Linked DNA regions of Sus scrofa: region 2 is linked to region 1. Evidence: chromatin contacts called from public HiChIP or PLAC-seq data. All regions are on one chromosome and are shown on one strand. The core of a region is the stretch at or near the end of the contact, and the rest is flanking DNA. Distances in the headings are between cores, read along the strand shown.

The links. HiChIP or PLAC-seq counts read pairs in DNA pulled down with a chosen protein or histone mark.
Region 2: a contact with region 1 is called in an H3K27ac HiChIP or PLAC-seq map of alveolar macrophages. The contact joins two enhancer-like sites. A contact is called at or near these places in 2 of 47 Hi-C or Micro-C datasets (embryonic fibroblasts and fibroblasts) and 1 of 2 datasets of contacts at active chromatin or transcription factors (alveolar macrophages).

What each region holds. Positions count from the first base shown.
Region 1 is chr3:118,518,718-118,523,390 of Sscrofa11.1, forward strand. All of the region lies in intron 4 of OSR1 (protein odd-skipped-related 1), which reads left to right. Among named protein-coding and RNA genes, the nearest start is that of OSR1, 150 kb to the left of the region's middle. Within about 2 kb of position 2,419, at least 14 of the 83 cell types and tissues checked have an H3K27ac peak or open chromatin away from gene starts, as enhancers often do. A contact at or near this core is called in alveolar macrophages and embryonic fibroblasts, where this site is marked.
Region 2 is chr3:118,584,545-118,588,902 of Sscrofa11.1, forward strand. All of the region lies in intron 4 of OSR1 (protein odd-skipped-related 1), which reads left to right. Among named protein-coding and RNA genes, the nearest start is that of OSR1, 220 kb to the left of the region's middle. Within about 2 kb of position 2,182, at least 22 of the 83 cell types and tissues checked have an H3K27ac peak or open chromatin away from gene starts, as enhancers often do. A contact at or near this core is called in alveolar macrophages and embryonic fibroblasts, where this site is marked.

The DNA of each region.
Region 1 (4,673 bases), core at 1,169-3,668:
AGGTTTGTGTATATTGAACATCCGATATTTTTGATCACCACTAGAATTTCCTGCCTCATATTTGCGTTCTTTGGGAGGTAGGTAAAGAGATTTACTGTAATAATGAGAGCACACGTGAGGTGGAGAGGGGCCTGAGTGGAACAAGAGCAGGAGGATGCAGGGGATTTGAGGATGGCCAACAGTGCACATCCTTCTCAGATTGGAGGCAGAAGGATGCTGTCAGAGGGGCGTGGCAATCTCAGTTATTATCTATTGTTATCGTTGTGGCTTCTCCAGCTATTGCATTATTATTATTATTATTATTGGTCTTTTGTCTTTTTAGGGCCATTCCCACGGCATATGGAGGTTCCCAGGCTAGGGGTCCAATAGGAGCTGTTGCCACTGGGCTACACCACAGCCACAGCAACGCCAGATCTGAGCCATGTCTGCGACCTATACCACAGCTCATGGCAACGCCGGATCCTTAACCCACTGAGTGAGGCCAGGGTTCAAACCCACAACCTCATGGTTCCTAGTTTAATTCGTTTCCACTGCGCCACGATGGGAACTCCCCAGCTATTGTATTATTATCACCATTAATCATTAGTAGTAATAGTAGCAGTAGTACCACTTTTTATGGGCAGTTATAACCGCAGCTTTTTGCAGAATACTTAAATGCTTTCTCTCCCCCCCCCCCTTTTTGGCTGTCCCACGGCGTATGGATTTTCTGGCATAGGGATCAGATCCAAGCTGCACAGCTGTGGCAATGCTGGATCCTTAACCCTGTGTGCTGGGCCGGGATCAAACGTGCATCCCAGTGCGCCAGAGATGCCACGATCCGCTTGCACTACAGTAGGAACTCCGCATTATCTTATTTAATCTTCACACCAGCTCTGCAGCTTTGGTCTCATTGTCTGGATGAGGGAACTGAGAGTGGAGACAGCTGAGACACACAGCCATTAAATGGTAGAGGGACGACCTGAGTCCTGCCTGCCATCAAGGTCCATGGCACGTTTCACCTCACTGAACTGCCTTCTCAAGTAGGCAGAACTTTCAGGTCAGAGACTGAAGGGCCAGTGGAGGATTCCGACAGAGGGGCTAAAACAACAGGAAATCAGATGTGTGGGGTACGAGGGATCCTGGAATACAGGAGAAGTGGCGAGAGAGCTCTTGGCTGGGGCTGTGGATTTGGGAGGCTGACTCGGTGTGTGGGTTGAAGCCAGGAGAACGGAAGAGGAGTGTGAAGAGTAAGCAGGTCAAAGAGAAGTTTGAAAAATATGAAAAGGTAAGGGCTGGGCAGAAGAGACGGAGTTCAGGGAGGGGACGGGGCTGGGAGAGAGCAGCCACATTGGTGGGAGGAGAGCACGGAAGGAGGGTGGAATGCGTGGGGGCCGCTAAGGTGGCAGGAGCTCGGGCATCTCGGCTTTCAAAGCCTGAGCCTTCTGGTCACGTGGCTCATCTGGCCTTCCAGACAGAAGCTCTTTGGAGGCCAAGGAGCAAAAGCTGCACATAAGTGTCCTACTGTAGTGCCAGGAGCAGAGAGCAGGCCGGATCCCAGAGCCAGCTTTCCCTGCTCCCCATAGACAGGTGACCCTGTCCAGCTTGTTCCAAGTGTAGTTGCTCCTGTTTGTTCACACTCAGAGTACTGAATTTTGGCACAGCTCTTGGAAGATGCAGGTCAACACTATGCAAAGCAGTGACCCTAGGCTAATACTGTTCTTTAGAGCTACACGTACAGGATTGTGTCTGGATGGGGCTTCTGCTCCTGCTCGTCATCAACAGCTTTGGAGTCAAGGTCAACTGAACCGTTTGCCTTAAGTCTTGCAGTTTTTAAAGCCCTGGGGTCTGTGGATTTGGTGAAATGAATGCTTTGATGAGTATCAGATCTTTCTGCCATTTTTGACACCTTCAAGATATCCCAAAGATGTTTCACAGGCAAATCTTTCATTTCCTTTTGGACTACACTCTAGGATGGTTTGTTATCAGAGGTGTACTGGGAATATTCTTGGATATTTTGGAAATTTTGCATTCCTTTAAGGCACCCTTCCAGCCCCGTGAAGAAGGGTGAAAGGCCCCCTCTGGACGTCTTCCCAGCGGCATTCTTGGGAAGGGGATGTTCATTCTTACTTAGAAGGCAATCACCTTGTTGGCAAACGTAGGGATTCTGAGCGCTTACAGAACGGGAATCTCCTAACAGCCAGGCTTAGCGGGTTATCAGTGAGGATGAGGCAATGTTCTGCACGGAGGTGGGAAACTGGAGGAGAGAGACGTGGGAGGAAGAGAAGGAGGAGAAAGTGGGAGCCAGAACAAAGAGTCGGACATGTCATTTCAGCAGCCAGGGAGTTGCACACTGGAAACAGTGACCCAGAGTGCACGTCGGGACTGTTGGCTCGCGAGAGAGGCGTGGCAGGACCCTTTCTTCTCTTTCCCAGTCACCTCTGACACTGTTTGACTCATCTTTCTGGAAATATTTCTAGCTGTACCTCTGAACCCTGAATGTTTCCCAGGCTCATTGAAATGCACAAATGAAAATTATTCATCTGTTTGGAGATGACACAAAGCTGAGGAAGCTTTCAGAAGTAAATGGATACTGTTACACAATCAGATCCATTCTCAGAAGAGGAAAGCTTTGCTGGTGCCACCCCCGTGGACCAAGTGCCGAAGACAGGTAAGGGAGGATGGAGTCCCTGCTGGCCCTCCTCGGGATGGAGAGACAGGTGTCCGGAGCAGATGCTGAAGAGGACTCATCCATCAAGGTGAGTGACCCGGAGCTGGATGCTGGCCACCCAGCTGGTCGCGTGGAATCTGCAGAGATGACTCAGAGTGTGTAAAGTCAAAAGCAACAGAGAGAGCAGACGGAAGAGCGCCAGCTCACTCTCGGACCGGCACCGGGCTGGGTTGCTCAGGGTCAGGGCATTGGCTAGTGAGTCAGAATCTTGGGACCTCTCTTCCTGTTTCTGCAAGGATCAAAGAAGGGATGATCTGTCTTACTCAAGGCACTTAACAGACTTCTTTTTACAAAAGAGGACTTGTAAATCTTTCTCCAAAGTGTGAGTAAACGAATCTGTGTATTTTCCAGGAAAATAACTGCTGAAAGGAAATGCATTGGTATTACTTAAGAGCAGGACCAGCTTTGCCCCAGGGAGCCCAGTGGTGCCCTCTGTCGTGTGGACAGGGGTGCTGGCAGGGTATCTGATCTTACTCATCGTGCCAGAAAGCCCACTACTGCAGTTCATCCTTCCTGGGCTAAGCACTACTTTCTCTGGCCTCCTCTCTTAAAATGCAGCATCCTGGGGAAGAGGTGACAGCAGAATGGCTGCAGCATACATGAGATCTCTTCTGTCCCAGACAGCGTGAGAGTTCTGGATACTTGGAGGTGAGAAGGAGGAAGGAAATGGAAGGGGAAGAAGCCTATGGGAAGAAGGTGGGAGGTACTTGCACCCCGCCTTCTGGACGTCTTCAGAAAATTAAAAGCCTCAAACTCCAAAAGTAACTCCAAACAGTACTTTATGATGTGGAATAAAAAAATATTCAGTCACTTTGGTCTTGAAGATATTTCTTCCCTTTTTAGGCTTCTTATCACATTTCAGCATTTTGGCATATGCAGAATCATGGACTTTTTAGAGTTGGTGACAGTGTCATGCTCTGAGTTAAGCACGAAGTCAGCATCCAGAGATGGAAACTCTTGCTTACCATTTCTGCGTGTCTCTGGTCATAGTATTTCACCACTCTGCGCTTCTGATTTCTTATTTATAAAGTGGGGGTAATGACACCTGTTTCCCAGATTTTCCATGAGGTTAGAATAAAAACACTACGTAGTAAAAGGCTTAGCACAGCCTCTGGCTAATTTACTAAGAACCCAATAAAATGCAAGCCTTTCTGTGTTGTGCAGGGATCCCCTCTTCTGCCCCCAAACTCCTGTGGTCTGTTAAGAGAACTAGAGTGGCAGTGACAGGGAACTAACTTGTTCCTGCACGAGGCAGCTGTCTTCAGTTCTGGGCGGTTGTGATTGCTGGGAAATTTTTCTTCAAATCAGTATCTGCCTTTCTGTACCTTCTATCTGTAAATTGTAGTTTTGCTACTTGGATCCTTTCAGTTAACCTCTTAGAATTCCCTTAGTTTCTACTATGAAAATCGTAAGTTTTTTTTTTTTTTTTTTTTTGAAGACAGTGATGATGTATTCTAAATTTTTTTTTTTTTTTTTTTTTGCTTTTTAGGGCTCTACCCACAGCATGTGGAAGTTCCTAGGCTAGGGGTCTAATTGGAGCTGCAGCTGCTGGCCTACCCACAGCCACAGCAATGCCAGATCTGAGCCATGTCTGCAGCTACGCTACAGCTCCTTAACCCGCTGAGCTAGGCCTGGGATCGAACCCTTGTCCTCATGGATCCTAGTCGGGTTTGTTACCGCTGAGCCATGATGGGAACTCCTATTTCTATTAAAAAATGTTTTAAAATTGAAATATAGGTGATTTACAATGTTGTGTTAGTTTCTGGTATCAGCAAAATGATTCAATTGTGTACATATAACTGAATCATATATATTTATATACACACACACGTCTATGTGTATTCTTTTTCATACTCTTTTCCATTACAGCTTATTACGAGATATTGAATATAATTGCCTGTGCTATACGTTAGACTTTGTTGTTTATCTGTTTTATATGTAGTAGTTTGCATCTGTTCACCCCAAA
Region 2 (4,358 bases), core at 932-3,431, 66 kb after region 1:
AGCACTGCGACTCTGCCTTCGGCAAGATCTAGTAACGGTTAATAGCAGTGTGTTTGGAGAAATCAAAGCTCTTACTCTGTGGATAGGTGTTTAGGGGTTAAAAAGAGAGAACGCCAAGCATTCTAATAGAGCTGTGTTATTCTTTTATAAACTAAGGCTTGTTTTTTGTCTTCCACAGTAAGAGTTGAAAACACCCCCACCACACCTGCATTGTGTTAGAGAAAATTAAGCCGGGGCGTGAGAATGGAGGCCAGAAGGAATTTCCAGTACTGTTCAAGTGACTTATCACCTGTTCATTATTTCTTTAGAAGAAATTGGGGTTAGACCGTCCATAGACTGGTCAATGCTGATGGGTGCAACGTAGGTTAGTCGAGAAGACCAGAAGGCCTCTTTGGATTTCTACTCAATACCAGTCACCTTGGCCTTCGGTGTAGAGTGTGTGATGGAGTGAGGGTGTGTGGGGCAGGGTCCTGTGGAAGGAGTCAGCTAGCTTTAGCTGATTGTGCCTGTCGTTAACTACCAGCTGTAGGATTTTGGACCAGGTACAGCATCTCTCTGGGCCTCCACTTCTTCTTCTGTAAAATGGGCTTGCCGTGGTTGGCATGACATTTGAAACTATGGTGCCCTGCCCCCCTTCTCGGGTGTTTCAGGGTAATTAGTCTCCATCTCCCCAAACAGACCGTCTCCCCCACTCGTAGCCCTTTTCCATCTCCACCCTGGCTCTCGTTTCATCCGCACCGCAGCCTGGTAGGGAAGACGCTGCTCACCCAACACCGGCCTCGCACGTGGCCTTCCCCGCTGCCTCTGCCGCAACTTCATGGCAGTTGGCACCCCTCCCAAACCAGCTTGTGTTCATCCCGACCCTTTCTCCCCAGTCTGAACCTGGAGGGAAGAAACCCTGTTTTCTTTCTCTCACCTTTGTTCCGCTAATGGTTAACTTTCTGTCTGGCACACAGAAGATAGTAAATATTAAATAAATGACGAGCGAAGACAGGAATTAATGATGGACAGCAGGTCAGATCTCAGAGAGCACGAGCTTTGGCAAAAGCGAACTTGATCAAAAGTTTTGAGAACGGGTGGCGACTCAGCCGAGGCTGAGTGAGCCAGAGCTCAATTTGTAATTCAAAGTTGCCGCTCCTAAGGCAGAAAAACAACACTACCACACAACTGATGTTTATTGACTGCTTGCTCCGTGCCAGGCCCTGCGCTTATCGCTCTGCATACCTCATGTCACTAGTCCTTATAACAACTCTATGACATATGTATTATTATTATTCCCAAATTACAGCTTAATACACTGAAGCTTAGAAAGATTAAGTGTCCTTTCCGAGGCTGCAGGGCTAACAATGGCTGAGCTAGGATTTGGACCGTGTCTTTCTGCTTCCAGAACCCGTGTCCTCACTTCTCGGCTGTACTCAGCAAAGGGGAGTGAGCCCCACGGATGCCAGCAGCACTGCCATCCACAAAGGAGTTAATGTCTGAATATGGGGCTTAGGGTCCTCGTGAGCTCGACTCACTGTTCCCTAGTTCTCCATACGAGTTTCACTTCCCCTGGTCCACGTTCTGAGGCTTTAACCACTCATTCTCACTCTCAGCCACAAAGGGACTCCAACAGGGGCAGCTGAAATCAAACCTACCGCCAGCAGCCAGGAACCGGGCTGTCAAAAGAAATGAAAAATCCAGGGGCCACGGCAGTCTTACCGTTCGTTAAGTGAGTTTATCGGGAACTCTCTTGACATTGAGCTGTAACTACGGCGTTTAAGAAAATCCCAAATTTGAAATAAATAAGTTGGCTGACATACAGACATTTTACATATGAATTTAATAAAATAGATTTTTCTTTTAGAAATCTTTGGTAATCTCTGAAATATATCAGCTGCAACCCAGGAACATTGTATCCTAAATCGTGATTCATGAAATGAAACGGAAATGTATTATGTAATTCAATTTGGAGCGTCCAGGACAGAGCTCATTAGGGCTGTTTGCTGGTGATGTGGCTGGAGTTTGGAGGCACTGTGGTTTGGGCAGAACTTCTCCCAGGCCTTACCTCCCCTTCCTCTGAGGACATTTTAACCAAGTATCGTCACCCTTTAAAAATAGCATGCTTGAGCGTTTTGCCCACAAATGAGGATAATTCAGGGGAAATCTTAAGAAAAACTGGATCGTTTCCCCTCTCCTCCCACTTTACCATTAACCCATCTCGTAATGAGTCAGGCTCACGACTGACTCATGGCCTCTCCATGTGGTCCTTGGATCCAGACCAGGGCTCACCCATACATTGGGCAGGTGGACACCAGGATGTCATCTGAGGTAACTGGAGCCCAGAGAAATGAAGAGACTCCCCCAGGGTGATCAGCTCTTAAATATCACAGCTAGAACTAACTCTGAAATCCGAAATTAGTTTTCTCCAGCTCATCACATGTCTGGATGTGCAATCAAAGCATAGCTTTCCCCACCTAGGCTGAATACGATAAGTGAGAAAGTGACTAAAAAGCACTTTTGTCTGATTTTTGTTCCACTGCTTTGCGCTTCTTTTAAAAAAGCATTTATTGAGATTATAAAATATGCCATTTTCACCACTGTAAAGTGTACAGTTCAGTGGCTTTTGGTACATTCAGTGGTGTGCACCATTACCCCTGATTCCAGAATATTTTCTGTCCCCTTGAAAGGAAACGCTGTACCAATCAAGCATTCACTCTCTGTTTTCCTCTCCCTGAGCCCCTGGCCACCCATGTATCTCCTTTCTGTCCCTATAGATCTGTCTATTCTAGACGTTTCATATCAACAAATCATATACTGTGGAGTCTTTTGTGACAGGCTGCTTTTACTTAGCAAAATGTTTCCAGAGCTCATAATGTTATATAGCAGGTATAGGACTTACTTCCTTTTATGGTTGAATAATATTCCATCGTACGTGCGTGCATACTCCATTTTATTTCATCAGTTCATGGGTATTGGGGTTGTTTCCAGTTTTTGGCTGCTCTGAACACTTGTGTACAGGTTTTTGTTTGAGTTTTTGTTTGTTTTCAATTCTCTTGAGTTACCTCAGAGTAGAATTTCCGGGTCATACAGTAATTTTATGTTTAACTTTTTCAGGAACCACAAAGCGGATTTCCGGATCAGCTGTACCATTTTACCTTCTCGCTAGCAATGTGTGATGGGCTCCGTTTCTCCACATTCTCACAGACACTTGCTACTTTCTGTTTTTTGTTTTTGTTTTTTATTAGATCCATCCTAGTGGGTGTAAAGTGGCATCTCATTGTGGTTTTGATTTGCATTTCTCCAATGACTACTGTGTTGAGCATCTTTTCATTTTCTTGCTGGTCAGTTTTTTTTTTTTTTTTTTTTTGTCTTTTGTCTTTTTGTTGTTGTTGTTGCTATTTCTTGGGCCGCTCCCGCGGCATATGGAGGTTCCCAGGCTAGGGGTCGAATCAGAGCTGTAGCCACTGGCCTACTCCAGAGCCACAGCAACGCTGGATCCGAGCCGCATCTGCAACCTACACCACAGCTCATGGCAACGCCGCATCGTTAACCCACTGAGCAAGGACAGGGACCGAACCCGCAACCTCATGGTTCCTAGTCGGATTCGTTAACCACTGCGCCACGACGGGAACTCTCTTGCTGGTCAGTTTTATATCTTCTTTAGGGAAATGTCTATTCAAGCCATTTGACCCTTTCTTGATTGGGTTGTTTTCTTTGTGTTGTTCCATTGGAAGAGTTCTTTATGTATTCTGGATGCTAGACCCTTATTGGATGTATGATTGGCAAATATCTCCTTCCATTCTGTGGGAAGTCTTTTCACTTTCTTGATAGTGTCTTTTGCACAAAAGTTTTAAATTTAAGCTCAGTTAACTTTTATTTTCTGTTTCCTGTGATTTTGGTGTTCTATTTAAGAAACTATTGTCTAATCCAAGTCATGAAGATATACAACTATATATTCTTGTAAGAAATTAATAAATTTACCTGTTACATTTGGGCCTTTCATTCACTTTTTTTTTTTTTTTTTTTTGCTTTTTAAGGCTGCACTTGTGGCATATGGAGGTTCCTAGGCTAGGGGTCTAATTGGAGCTGTATCCACCGGGCCCACGCCAGAGCCAGAGCAATGCAGCATCTGAGCCGCGTCTGTGACCTATACCACAGCTCACAGCAACGCCAGATCCTTGACCCGCTGAGCAAGGCCAGGGATCAGACCTGCAACCTCATGGTTCCCAGTCAGATTCGTTTCTGCTGTGTCACGATGGGAACTTCTTTTATTCAGTTTTAATAAATTTTTTACATACAATGTAAGATAGTGATCCAAATTCATTCTCGTTCATGTGGATAGCCAGTTGTCCCAGCACCATTAGTTGAAGACATTA